Regions from separate parts of the Pan troglodytes genome. Here region 1 is linked to region 2. Evidence: chromatin contacts called from public HiChIP or PLAC-seq data. All regions are on one chromosome and are shown on one strand. Each heading gives the region's core, a stretch centred on a gene start, on an enhancer-like site or on the middle of the called end of the contact. The rest is flanking DNA. Distances are from core to core; before and after follow the strand shown.

What was found. HiChIP or PLAC-seq counts read pairs in DNA pulled down with a chosen protein or histone mark.
Region 1: a contact with region 2 is called in an H3K4me3 HiChIP or PLAC-seq map of stem cell-derived excitatory neurons, with 3 times the contacts expected there. The contact joins the promoter of IGF2BP3 here to the promoter of KLHL7 in region 2. A contact is called at or near these places in 1 of 7 Hi-C or Micro-C datasets (stem cell-derived neural progenitor cells) and 1 of 1 datasets of contacts at active chromatin or transcription factors (stem cell-derived excitatory neurons).

The regions. Positions count from the first base shown.
Region 1 is chr6:29,288,261-29,294,572 of NHGRI_mPanTro3-v2.0_pri, reverse strand. IGF2BP3 (insulin like growth factor 2 mRNA binding protein 3) reads left to right here and starts at 3,975. Exons shown (of 15, transcript XM_001157593.7): 1 at 3,975-4,866; 2 at 6,259-6,312. The coding sequence starts at 4,692.
Region 2 is chr6:28,929,844-28,936,564 of NHGRI_mPanTro3-v2.0_pri, reverse strand. It overlaps KLHL7 (kelch like family member 7), which reads right to left and starts at 5,398. Exons shown (of 11, transcript XM_527686.8): 1 at 4,984-5,398. The coding sequence starts at 5,103. It overlaps LOC134810416 (a long non-coding RNA gene), which reads left to right and starts at 5,446. Exons shown (of 3, transcript XR_010158360.1): 1 at 5,446-5,548.

The sequences.
Region 1 (6,312 bases), core at 2,726-5,225, 360 kb before region 2:
TGCTGAGCATGGCGCAAATCCAGAACCTCCGGGCGCTGGACGCTGGGGGAAGGGAAGGGACCGTGCGGGCACCATGCGGTCAGCCAAGGGGCGGGCTCCACCCACGGACGCAGAACTGCTTTCCACCCTTCCTCGGCGTTACCTCCCTCTTTCTTCCTTGGGGGTTGGGGCTGGGGGCGAGCTGTTAAAGGGCAGGAAAAACGAGAGCGAGCAGAGGGGAACACAGTCCCACCCCTCAACCTCAACAAAACCAACGAGGGAGCAAAGGGTTATTTTCGCGCCACAAAAGATGGAAATCCAGGGGCGGCTCCGGGGCCAATGAATGAAAACCAGCAAACCGCTCTGGCGGAGGCGGCCGACGGCGATAGGTTCCCCCCGTCAGCCAATCGGAAGCGAGGAGAGGCCCCCGCCCGCAGCAGGGGCGGTGTCTCTCTCGACGCCGGTTGCTCAACTTGGACTCGGCAAGCCGGCCCCGGGGAGCGCGGGAGCCCCGCCTTGGAGCCGCTTTTGCGCGCCAGTCTCGCGGCCCGCCCCGCAGACCCGCAGGGTTCGGCGAGGGATTCTCCCCCGTGGGTACCAAGCATCCCTGAGCCCTATGGAACCCCTCGTGCACACACGCAACTGAGACCAGAGGTGCGGGAGGGTCGCCAAACACACGCTGCCCGGTGCGTCCCCGCGCTGGCCGGCGGACTCAGGTGGGGTGGCGCGGCGACGGCCCGGCCACACGCTCCGCGCATACGGACGCAGCCCCAGGAGGAGCCAGAAGCCCGCGGTCCCGCGGCAGGGCCCCGGGGAAAGGCGGTCCAGTGGTCCAGGCCCTCCGAGGCGAGCCGGCGGCCGACGAAAGACCCTCCCCAGTGTGAGCCGTGAGGATCCCGCCCTCTTTCTCGGGGCAGAGCCAGAGGAAAAAGGAAACAACCCCATCTTCTCTCCCGGGGCACCATTTTTATTTATTTTAAACAATAAGATATATGCAGGCAGCTTCCAAGGAGGGCAGATCCAGGTTATCACTTATTAACGCCTCTAGTTTAAACAGATCAGAGTCCAGGAGGGCCGTTCAAAAACGCAAGAGCCTGTTAAAGCACCTCCGAGGAGGCCCAGGCGACACGCCGGGCATTGTGTGCCCACCCGCGTGAGGGGTTTCGGCTTGAGACTCCAGGCTGGTCCCAAGCCGGGCGTGAGGAGGGGTGGCAGCCCCCCATCTGCCCACTCAGCCTTTGCCCCTGACGTGTGGGTACAGCAACGGTAACTGGCCTTCTAAACATAGCTATTCTTTAATATTACACTGACCCACAAGAAACATTTGTACAGTCCTCAGTTCAGCAGATAAGGAGGAGATGCAGCTGTCCAAAGAGTAAACAGACTGCAATTGGAAAGACTCAGCCGCATCCCAGAGCACATAAAATGGTGGGAGTTCTTTCTTCGTGGAGTTCACATTAATTAGGAGCTACAACTGCTTCAGGAAGAAGCTGAAGTAGCCTATAACCAGTTAATTTGTGTGAGATTCATTTAAAAAAAAAAAACTGGAAGTTAAATAGATTTTATATTCATTCTTGAAAATTCACCAAAGGTATCTTTGTACTTGAAGTGCTAGTGCAAGACAACTACCTAAGATCTTTTGACTCAACCCTTAAATGCTTGGAAGACTGGAAGTGGAGTGGACTGTATCCACCTCTCTCTTTGATGTCTGAGCTTATATTACTCATGTATGTTTTTAAGGTCCTAGATGGACTATCCAGTTTGTTACAATAATACACAGATTAGGTTAACAGGAGTCCCAGGAACATATTTCATCAAAACACACACTTGTTTTAAATTCCAGCTGTTAGATTTGTTTGATAGTGCCAGACAAGCATGGACTAGTATTTATGGAAAATAAACAATTTATTCCATGCTTTAGAAGTAGATATTTCCTTAGGTCTCAGTTTTAATAAGAGCAAATACAGTCAACCCAGAAGCCATAGTTGAATTGATTTTGGAAGCAAGCTGAACACACACAATTTGTTTTTATGAAAAATTACTAAAAGTGTTAAATGATCAACAGGTTGTAAAATTTACAGTGGTATTGAGAAGTGCAAATATTACCAAATGAATGTATGAAGAACATTTCTCCAAATGGCTTTTGTTCTACAACAGGTACATTTAAAATAAATCCATAATTTTTGATATTTACATTTTGCATACCACAGAGGCCAAAAGAAAGAATACATTTCTTCTTTAGAACTAAAGTTATTTTAAAAAAAAAGAAAAAAATGCTTTTAAAAAGTTCAACCTAACCGTAAAGAAAAATTTTACCAAAACGTTCTTTCAAGGCTGAGCTCTTAATTCAGTTACAAATACTGTAACACAAAAACACGTCTGTCCCCCTATTTTATAAAGTAACAACATTTCATTAAATTAAACGTGAATGAAATTATTGTGAAAGTGTGTTTACGTTTAAAATGTTGGATTCGCTTGGCAGGAAAGAAAAACCTGTAAGAAAGAACAGTTGCATTTAAAATGGATGATCTGACACCTTCCGGTTCCTTAACACAAAATTACAAAGTAAGTTCCCTTTAAAAGACAAAATGTAAATACTCTTTATATCATGCAACAATTCCCATGTTTAAGTCTACCATTCACCTTTTAAATGAAAAATACACATTTTAAAATGCTAACAACGGTTTTGATAGAGAAGCAAGGCTGTATCAATTACCGAAGATGTTTCCAGTGTAAATCATAATATTTCCTCTATTCAGGATACCTTTTTTCTACCAGTAAGAGTACCAAGTCATTAAAGATTCTTGTCTATATTTTCATGTTATATAGAATTTCTTTCACTTAAAAAATTAGAATTTTCTATCTTTTCCATAGAATACCTGTTAAAAATATACCTGTTAAAAACACACAAGTATCTGGTGCAAATGAAACCTTTGAGTGGAGTACACAATCTTTAAACGACAGTTGGAGATTCCACTAGAACCCCAGCACTGCCTTCGTTTCCGTATTGCTCGTCTCCAGTTCACATTTTGTTGGCCCACAAGGCTCCACCGGGCCCAAATCCTCCCCCGACAACCACCATTGTACTCATTACATATAAAGAAAATTATGTATGGCTCTCATGGCCAAATCCAGGCAGAAAAGAGGCAGAAAGAGACTCGAACAATTTTTCAAATGCGAATACCACCTAGGGGTAATGCACGACGGTCTTCCAGTTTTAAGTCTCAAGTTCTCCAACTAAAATTACTTAAATAAAAGTACCAGCCTACTCCACTCCTCCCCCTTTAAAAACTACAGGAAGAGAGGGTTTCCCTTTACCGACTTTTCCCACTTTGACTTCTCTCCTCCAGCGGCCCAGGCCCCCGACGACCCCAGCCCCTAGCCAGAAACCTCCGCCCCTGCACTCCCCTCCCCCACCAGTGGCCAAGCCCGCCCCCGGCCTCATTTATCCTGGAGCCTTTTCTGAATCGCGCAACCAATGGCAAACGCGAAGCCGAGAGCCACCGCGAGCGCAGGCGGAGGCGGAGGAGGTGTCGCCCAGACACCCGCCCAGGACGCTGCGGGATCCCATCCCCCACCACCCCGGGCCCGGGCCGCCCCCACTCGCGCGGTGCCCGGGGCCCGAGAAGGGCGCACGGGGTGGGGCGCGTCGTCCGCCTGTCTTGCCCCCACCGCCTGCCCCCCTCACCCACTCCCCCACCCCTCCTCGCAGCATTTCCGTCCATGCCAGCCTTAGAAACGTGCCTGCGGCTTTGCTGGGGTTACACTTCTAATGCCATTAAAGCCACCAGGCGAGTTCGGGATTGTGACTCTGGTTTTGTTGTTAATAACCTATTTTGAAAAATCGAATGATTAAAACTACGGTAACTAGAGCTGAGGAACTGCCTGTTAGTACCTCTGCCCATTTCCTCATTAAAAAAAAAAATCAATATTCCAGCCCTCCCTCCCAGGATCCGCCCAGACCAGATAACCCTTTAGAAACTCGAGTTGTGACCGTCAGCGCCCCGCTTGGTGCCGGCTGCGGTTCCTTTAGCATTTTCCTTCTTCCTCCTCCCCCTTCTCAGAGTCCCTCTCCCAATCTCGTTTCCCCTCCCCCTCTTCCTCTCGCTCGCTTTTTTCTCCGAAACCCACTCTAATTGAGGCTCTGGGATTCCTCACGTGAGACGTTGATTTGTAGTTTGAACACGTGGCTCATTCAAAAAGCCGGACACACGGAGCGGATTTTTTCCGCCTCCTGCGCCTTCCTCCCTCCTCCTCCTCCTCCTCCTCTCCCCTCCCTCCTGCCAGTCACCCTTCTGGGTTTTTTATGGGGAGGCGGCGCCTGCCTCACGTAGTGTGATATTTTCACAGTCCGCTGGCCGAAGCCAAAGGGGTTGGGAAGGAAGAGACAAAAAGTAGTTTTTTCCCCTCCTCCTCCTCCTTTCTCTTGCTAATCCCGCCTCCTCCTAAGACTTAGGAAGACTGGTGGATGCGTTTGGGTTGTAGCTAGGCTTTTTCTTTTCTTTCTCTTTTAAAACACATCTAGACAAGGAAAAAACAAGCCTCGGATCTGATTTTTCACTCCTCGTTCTTGTGCTTGGTTCTTACTGTGTTTGTGTATTTTAAAGGCGAGAAGACGAGGGGAACAAAACCAGCTGGATCCATCCATCACCGTGGGTGGTTTTAATTTTTCGTTTTTCTCGTTATTTTTTTTTAAACAACCACTCTTCACAATGAACAAACTGTATATCGGAAACCTCAGCGAGAACGCCGCCCCCTCGGACCTAGAAAGTATCTTCAAGGACGCCAAGATCCCGGTGTCGGGACCCTTCCTGGTGAAGACTGGTTACGCGTTCGTGGACTGCCCGGACGAGAGCTGGGCCCTCAAGGCCATCGAGGCGCTTTCAGGTGGGCCCGGGCCTGGCCCCACCCGGGCTCTCGCCCCAGCCCTGCACCGCCCGCCCAGGCCCACCGGGTGGCTCCGCGGGCCCCAGGCCCGGCGCGCTGGGGGAGCGGGGGTGAGGCCTGAGCGCCCACACCCACGCGCGTGGGGGCCGGGGCTCTCCTCAGCTCCGGCTCCCACTCCGGCCCGCGGCTCTGCTTCCCCGGCCGGGGTTTGCTGGGTGAGGGCGGACGCGCTGTCAAGAAAGCCCCGGCGCTGGCTAAGGGGGGCGCGGGGCTGGGGGAGGCGCGCTCCCCCGGCGCCCCGCCCGGGCCCAGGCGCGTGCTCCAGGCCCCGGCACGCTGGGCCTCGGGGCCGAGCTAGAATGCCCGCCTGTGCCTCGTTCCTTCCTGCTTTCCTCGGTCGTTATTTACGGCGCTGTCTGTGCTGCGCCCCGAAACCCCCGGCCGTGGAGAACGGAAAGTGGCCTCGACCGTGCTGCCGAGTGAGACCGCGAGGCTGGTGCTTCGCACAGGCGGCCCCGCGCTTCCTCCCCACCCTGTGGGAGGAGAGAGTGTGTGCCCGGTTTCCCCGTTCCACCTCCCCTGGTCCGACGAGCGATAGGGGCAGGTGGGCGGGGGCGGCTGGTCGCCTGGAAGGGAGTCGCCGCCACGCACCGGCCGCCCGCCGCTCTCCGGGCCCTGGCGCGGGGCTGCGGCCTCCGGGTATGGCTCCGCCAGGGCGAGGGACGGTGCCGGGCGGAGCAGGACGCCCAGGGGGAAGGCTGCGTTGGGGTCCCCATGGGAGCCCCGTGCCTTTCGGCTTCCCTTTTAATCAATTCAGACGTGGTGCGGGCGCCTCGCCGTCCTTCGCGCCTGGTTCAGCCTGTGCCGAGCTGCGCCTCTGCCAGTTCTCCCGTTCGTGGTCTCCCCTGCCGTCCCCGACCCTTTCCCGCCACTCCCTGTCTTCCTCAAGCCCACCGCTGAGTGTTCCCGGCGGGTCTGGGCTGAAGCAGAGGGCAGGGCCAGGGCGCCCCCTCCTGAAGAAAGCCAGGGGAGCCCCCTGCCCCGAGTCTGCCCTGTGGAGCGTGTCCAGGGCGGTGAGAGGGTGGGCCGCGTCCCTCTTGCGGGCCTCGTGGTGTTGGTGGCCCCCAGGGGTGGGTGGGGGAGGCTTGGAGACTGGACTGATACCCAAGTAGTGGGCCCGCCAGCGGCCCCTGCTCCCCAACCATCTGCGAGTTAAATGCCCACGCCGCTCGAGGGGGTCGGCTTCTCCCTCCGCCTGGAGCCGCGTCCGGGCCTCGGGGGCCCTTCGAGGGCCTCAGGAGGCCATTTGTGTCGCCGCTTGGGCAGTGCGGGTCTTCGGGCAGGGAGAGCCGCTGAACTCGGCCGACCGTCTCACTTCTTGTGTGTCCGCAGGTAAAATAGAACTGCACGGGAAACCCATAGAAGTTGAGCACTCGGTCCCAAAAA
Region 2 (6,721 bases), core at 4,149-6,648:
TGCCCTCGTTGTACCATGTTATTCTCCTGTGTAATACCTACCACTGTTGCAATATTAAATTTATTTGTGTGATTACTTGACTAATGTCTTGCTTTTCTACTAGCCTATAAACCACAAGAGGATTGGGACTGTCAGGGTTTGCTTATCATTGCAACCCCAGAATCTAGCAAAATGTTTAGCATACAGTGGGTTGTCAATAAGTATTCATTTCGATGAATGAACTTGGAAGCCAAATTGAACTAGAGTAATAAGTAAATAGTAAGTAAGAAAAGGTAGTGAACCGCATGTTCTCACTCATAGGTGGGAATTGAACAATGAGAACACATTGACACAGGAAGGGGAACATCACACTTCGGGGTCTGTTGTGGGGTGGGGGGAGGGATAGCATTAGGAGATATACCTAATACTAAATGACGAGTTAATGGGTGCAGCACACCAATATGGCACATGTATACATATGTAACAAACCTGCACATTGTGCACATGTACCCTAAAACTTAAAGTATAATAATAATAAAATTAAAAAAAACAAAAGAAAACGTAGTGAATTTACCCAGCTTTTCATCTTAATGGGGGGAGAGACGTATTTAGAGGGGTATGTTGAGATTAAGAATGGGTTTGCTGGTTGTTTGATTCAAAAGCTGAAGAGGTTAAAACAAGCTTAAGTGCTAATAGCAAGAATCCAGCAAAGAAGAAAAGTTAAAGATGCTCAACAAAGATGGAATAACCAACAGTATAATACTTCTGAGAAGCCCAGCATCCAGGAAGCCAAAGCCTAGGTAGAAGTACTGGCCTTAGAAAAAGCAGCAGCATCTCCATTGTAGCAGGATAAGAAGAGAAAAGGGAAAGTGTCAAAATAGGTTTATAGATCTGGTGGTAGAAAGTGAAAAGGTAGACAGTTCTAGACTAATGACTTCTATTTATCTATGGTGTCAAAAGAGGGTGATCTGCTGAAAGTGAGGATCTAGAGAAAGGACTCAGACTGGAGGAAAATAGTACAACAAAAAGATTGCTCACTGGCACTGATAGTCTAGTGGAAATTAGTGGCCAAGCACTTACTTGGCAGAAGTTGCCCAGTGAGATATTTTCCAGCTGTGCTTGGAGCCTTGCACAAAGAAGGTAATCAGTCATCAATACTCAAGTTTGCCAGATGGACATGAAAAAGGGACAGAGGGTCAAGAAAACTGGGGCACTGGAGAGACAGTGGAGTGACAATAGCTTCTAAGCTGGACAGACAGAAAAAGAAAACAGAAAACAGTAAAGTACAGGGAAAAGAATAAGAAGGTCTGGATGACTGGAATTGTCAATGAAAGTTAAGAGAATTAAATGAGACAAAGCATGTAAAACACTCTGCAGAGTGGCTGGAACAGAGTTATAAGTGCTCAAGAAGCCTTATTATTATCAAGGGTTTAACACTGAAGGTTTAGATTATTCACAAGAGAACCTAAAGATAATGACATGTAGTAATTTACAGTCAGACAGATGAGAATACAGAAGCAAAGTCATTTTAGCTGGAAGGTGAGCCCAGTTAACTGCCCAGTATCTAATTGTGAAATCAGCTTTGTAGTTCTCTCACATAACTCTCAATAAGGACTTTAACATAAGCTTTCAAGTTCCAATTATGCTTTAATTCATTTAATGTGGAGAAACTATAAACTATGGTGGTACTCAGGAAGGTCTTAAAACATCTTCCTCCAATGTTAAGAGACTCCTGGACTTCATTAACACAAAAGAAGAGTATGGCAACAGCAATGTGCATGTGCAATAGTGACTGTGACCCAGACCTGCCTTGTAAAGCCTCTATTTTACATATCAGGTAATAACATTAATCTAAGCAAAAAGTTAAAGAAATAAATGAAAAGGTACTCAATCCAATTAAATAAGATGCTCCTATACACCCAGTTAGAATGGCTAAAGTGATAAGACTGACAACATCAAGTGATGGCAAGGATGTGGAGCAAAAGCCTCTCTCACACACAACTGGCAGAAGCGTAACATGGTACAATCACTTTGGAAAACTACACGACAATATCTTTTAAAGCTGAAGGTGGTATAGCTTATGACTCAAAAATTCCTGTTTGGTATTTCCCAACACAAATATTAATACATACATATGCATACCAAAAGGCATGTACAAAGTGTACAAAAATGTTCAAAGTAGTACCAGTCTTAATAGTTCCAAACTAGAAATAACCCAAATGTTCATAATGATAGAATAGATAAATTGTGCTATATTCATTCAATGGGATACTATATACCACAAGGATGAAGCAGTGCTACACACAGCACAGATGAATCTCACAAACAATGTTGGCTTTAAGAAAACAAAACACAAGAGTTTATGCCATATGATTACATTTATATAAGTTCAAACACAGGAAAAACCCACTTTTTGCCGATGTGCTGCAGACTTTCATGAATGCACCACACACCAAAGACAGAACAAAGAGCTCCTCTTAATAACAGGGGTGCACAGTGCCCTTAGAAGATGGCATGGCATGGTATTTATCAATGGCTGCTTCTGCTCTAACTTCAATGGTTACAGAGTTAGAATAGTTGTTACTACTGTGGGGTTGGTGACTGAGAAGGGCATAAGGGGGGACCTCTAGTGTACTAGTCATGTTCTTGTCTTGTTGGTGGGATGTGCACTTCGTAATAACTGAGCTATACATTTATGATTTGTGCCCTCTTATATGTATCCCATACTTCACTGGAGAGTTTACTTAGAAACAAAAGGCTAGAAATGACAAAAACAATGTAGGAAAAGGCTTTAGAAGAAGCCGAGGCTGCTGGCTCTGCAGAATCCCCTTTTGCCTCTATGTATAGAATCAGCCACTATGCTACCGAGAGATGGAATGACCTAAATCATGTTATCTAAAATAACAAAATGAAATAATGAGAGAGCAGGATTGGAACTGAGGTCTGCTAATCTCACAATGTTCTCAAATTCTTGAAGGAATGTTTCTGGATGTTTACAGAGGGGTCCTTGTCATCTAGGCACTCATTATCCTGATCCTTAAAGCAATGAGATTGTAAAGGGATGCAAAAGTAGTCATAACACAAAAATATTAATTAAAGAACAAGAGCACTTATAAAGTTGGTCCTCACTCAAACATTCCTCCTCTGGCTCAGACCAGCCACTGTTTCTGCCAATTCCCATCAACTGCCCTTGTCAGTCATTCTTGGTCAATTGTTTCCTGTGTTATGATGTTAAACAGGACAATACAATATAACCATAATGTAAATCAATTGCGAAGTGAAACTGCACATCTTGCAAAAGATGCATGATTCCATGAAGTTGATAAAAGTGCTATTGGAGAACTGTTTGAATCACATGCCAAACCACTGACAACAGGAGAACCTGGCAGATTAAGGTCAGTTAATCATTGTGGAGGGGACCCCTGGTTGTTCACCAGGTAACCATTTTTTCCTTCCTACTCAGTAACAGAACCCTGATTTTTCAGTAATTGTACTTCTATTGTAACGGTAAATAAGTGATGTTAATATACTCCAAAGCTAAGAAATGTGAGTCAATTTTTAAATCCAAAGAGCTAAACGGACAGTCTCAGACAATCCTCTCCTCCTCAAGTAAATATTTGCTGCTGCAATCCAGTTTCACCCTATTTAGGGATTAAGGCAATGCTTTACAATGCTATGATCCACGAATGAAAACATATATTCGAGGGAGTGGGAGGGAACCTAATGAGTCTTCAACGAGTTTAAGCCCTGGTAAACTATGTTCAACTACCATTACAGGCAGGCAATAGCTAAATGCACCAGCAATTTGAAGTCTGTGGTATTGTAGATACAAAAAGGTTTACATGAAAGGAACATGAATTTGAAAATAGATACATGAAAGTAAGTTACATAAATTAACGAATTCAGGCATTCACAGTACTTCAGCACAAAGGCCAGGAAAGATTTAAAAGCATTCCCATACACTGCACTGGTGCACTGTAGCAGGAGCTGGTGAAAAAAGACAAAATCCCTGCAGTCAGCGTTTGCTTATAGAAATCTGAAGTTGATATCTTCATAAAAATCTTAAATTCCTCTACTGTTGCCCATATTCCCAGCAGAACCACTAGACAAAGCAAACTAGGTTTTGCAGTTACACATAACTCACATCCTGCTTTGTCCTCTTGAACCAGGATCCCAGTCAACAAAACCCAAACATTCCCACAAATCTACTTAGATGTGTATTATCTACAAATAAAGCTTACAGAAAGGAAAAAGTGACTTTCTATGCTTATCGGTATAGATGTTATGGAATTAAAAAAAAAAAGCCTCTTTGTTTCACCTTCGCCAGCGTTAAAATCCGTTCTTTTCATAACCCACCTTTCGCCGATGTGCTGCAGAATTTCACGAATGCACCACACACCAAGGACAGAACAAAGAGCTCCTCTTAATAACAGAGGCGCACAGTGCCCTTAGAAGATGGCATGGTATTTATCGATGGCTGCTTCTGCTCTAAATTAGCACGAACAGGAGGACTCCTCTTCAACTAGCTCCACCGGGGAATACAGGAAGGGGCGGGGATCCTTATTTAAGAGCAGCTGATTTCAGGCCAGCAACTCTCCTCCCTTTGGGGGCTTCGGTTTGGGCTATGCCAATGGGTTTCTTCACACAAGATCTCACGACACCTTAAAACGGCTCGCCAATGGAAGGATCCTCGCCCCACAAAGAGATAACTAGGGCAGAGCTGTTACACAACCGATACCCGACGGCGAAAGCCAGCCCGAGGAGTCCCCCAGGAGTCTGACTTGGGAGCTACATCTTCGGCAGACGAGAAGCACTTTTGCTCGAGAATTGTTTTACGCGCCCCTCTACCAACTGCGGAATCGCTCGCCTGCGAAAACGGAAGGAGGGGCGAGGACAGAGAAAGAGGGGCGCGATCCACAGGGCGCGGGGTTCGACCCCGGGAACCAGGGGCCCGAGCCCCGGACCACCTCCCACCGTCGTCCGTCACTCCCACAGAGGCGGTACCTGTTTCCGCATGTTATTCATGACGCCCATGAAACCCGCCAACAATTTAGCTTCTTCCCGAGCAGCAAGTTTCTTCTCGGTCTTCTTCTTGCTGCTCTTCTCCACCCCAGAGGCTGCCATCCTCCCTCAGCTCGGTTCACGCCCAGGGCTCGCCGGGCCGGGCGAGGGGTCGCACTCTCTGGGCACACTGGGGATTCTATCGACCAAACACGGCGATCGGCAGTGCAGCTGCAGCGCCCAGCTCTGGAACGCGCGGCAGGCGGCGGTGGCTCGGCCACTGCCGAAAGACAAGGCCGGGCGGCCCCCTTAGAAGCGCTCAGGGAGCGACGCTACTAACTGGGCTGCGTCCCCGGGCAGAACCCAAGCCCTGCCCAGGAGCCTGCGCACTTCGCGCAAGGAGGCGGGGGCACTATGAAGAGAGTCAGGGGCGGGGCCTGACACGTCACAGTGGCGCGCCGTTCCGAGCAATGAGACTGCAGGCACAGGTGCGGCCGGATTCCCTGTCGCTGTCCCGCGCTGAGTGAATTTTGCCTCGGAGCTGGTCCGAGGTCGCGCCTGCTCTTTTGTATGTCCAAGGCAGATTTCCAGGTTTCGGTTACGTGATTATCTTTTTTTTTTTTTTTTTGATAATTGGGCGATGGAACATGCAAAGGTGTCTCCCATCAGTGTAAGGCTTCATGGGACAGGGTCGGTGTTCAGTGCAGTATGTGAGCCTGGTGTATGGTAGGCGCTCAATAAATATTAAATGATGAAAGGATATTACTGCAAGTTAAAGTCTTGTTACACGGAGCACAAGATTTATTTTCGTGGGATTCATAACGCAAGAGCACGCAGTCCCGTTGGTGTCTCCTTGGCGTGCAATGAATGTCTGCCTAACTAGGCTGGCTTACTGTGTGTTTACAACTGAAATCAGTTGTCAGTCGGTTCTAGAAATCTTCAGTTAGGCTTCTCTAAGTGTTTTTACGGGAACACGGAACTCAATCACAGCCCTCATGGAAATGTTTTTTGTAACCATATTCTTTCTACTGTATAGTAATATACAGGATTATTTGAAATTGTACATTATTTAACATTATGAAAACTTTATATCTCATTGGTTTTCCTCCTCGGTCTATATAGGACTATACAGAGACATTTTATGTAAAATAATTTACACCATTGAGGCATTTTTTTTTTTTTAGAGGCAGGGTCTCGGCCCTGTCGCCCAGGCTGGGGGTGCAGTGCAGTGGCTAATCATAGCTCACTGAAGCCTCAGCACTCCTGGGCTCAAGCAATCCTCCCATCTCAGCCTCCCAAGTAGCTGAAACTACAGGCGTGCAACACCACTCTGGGCTAAGTTTTAATTTTTAAAATTTTTTGTTGTTGTTGGTGGTGGTGGTGGAGAAGAGGTCACACTATGTTGCCCAGGCTTGTCTCGAACTCCTCGTGTTATGCAATCCTCCCACCTAGGCCTTCCAAAGTGCTGGGATTACAGGAATGAGCTGCCAGGCCTGGCCCACAGTATACTTTTCTTGTTGAGGACAAACAATATAGCATAATCCAGATGAAAGAGCAAGCTGTATATACGCCTCAATTTTTACAAAAGAGTAAGATACTTATGTCTCTGTACTCTTTATCTTTCTTCTATTAATCTAGAGGTTCTCAGATGTGCCTCTATTTTAACTAGTTGATTTGGGGATTTCAGGTGAACCCTGGCAATAGGAATAATTTATTGTTAATAGAAATGAGAAAATTTTTC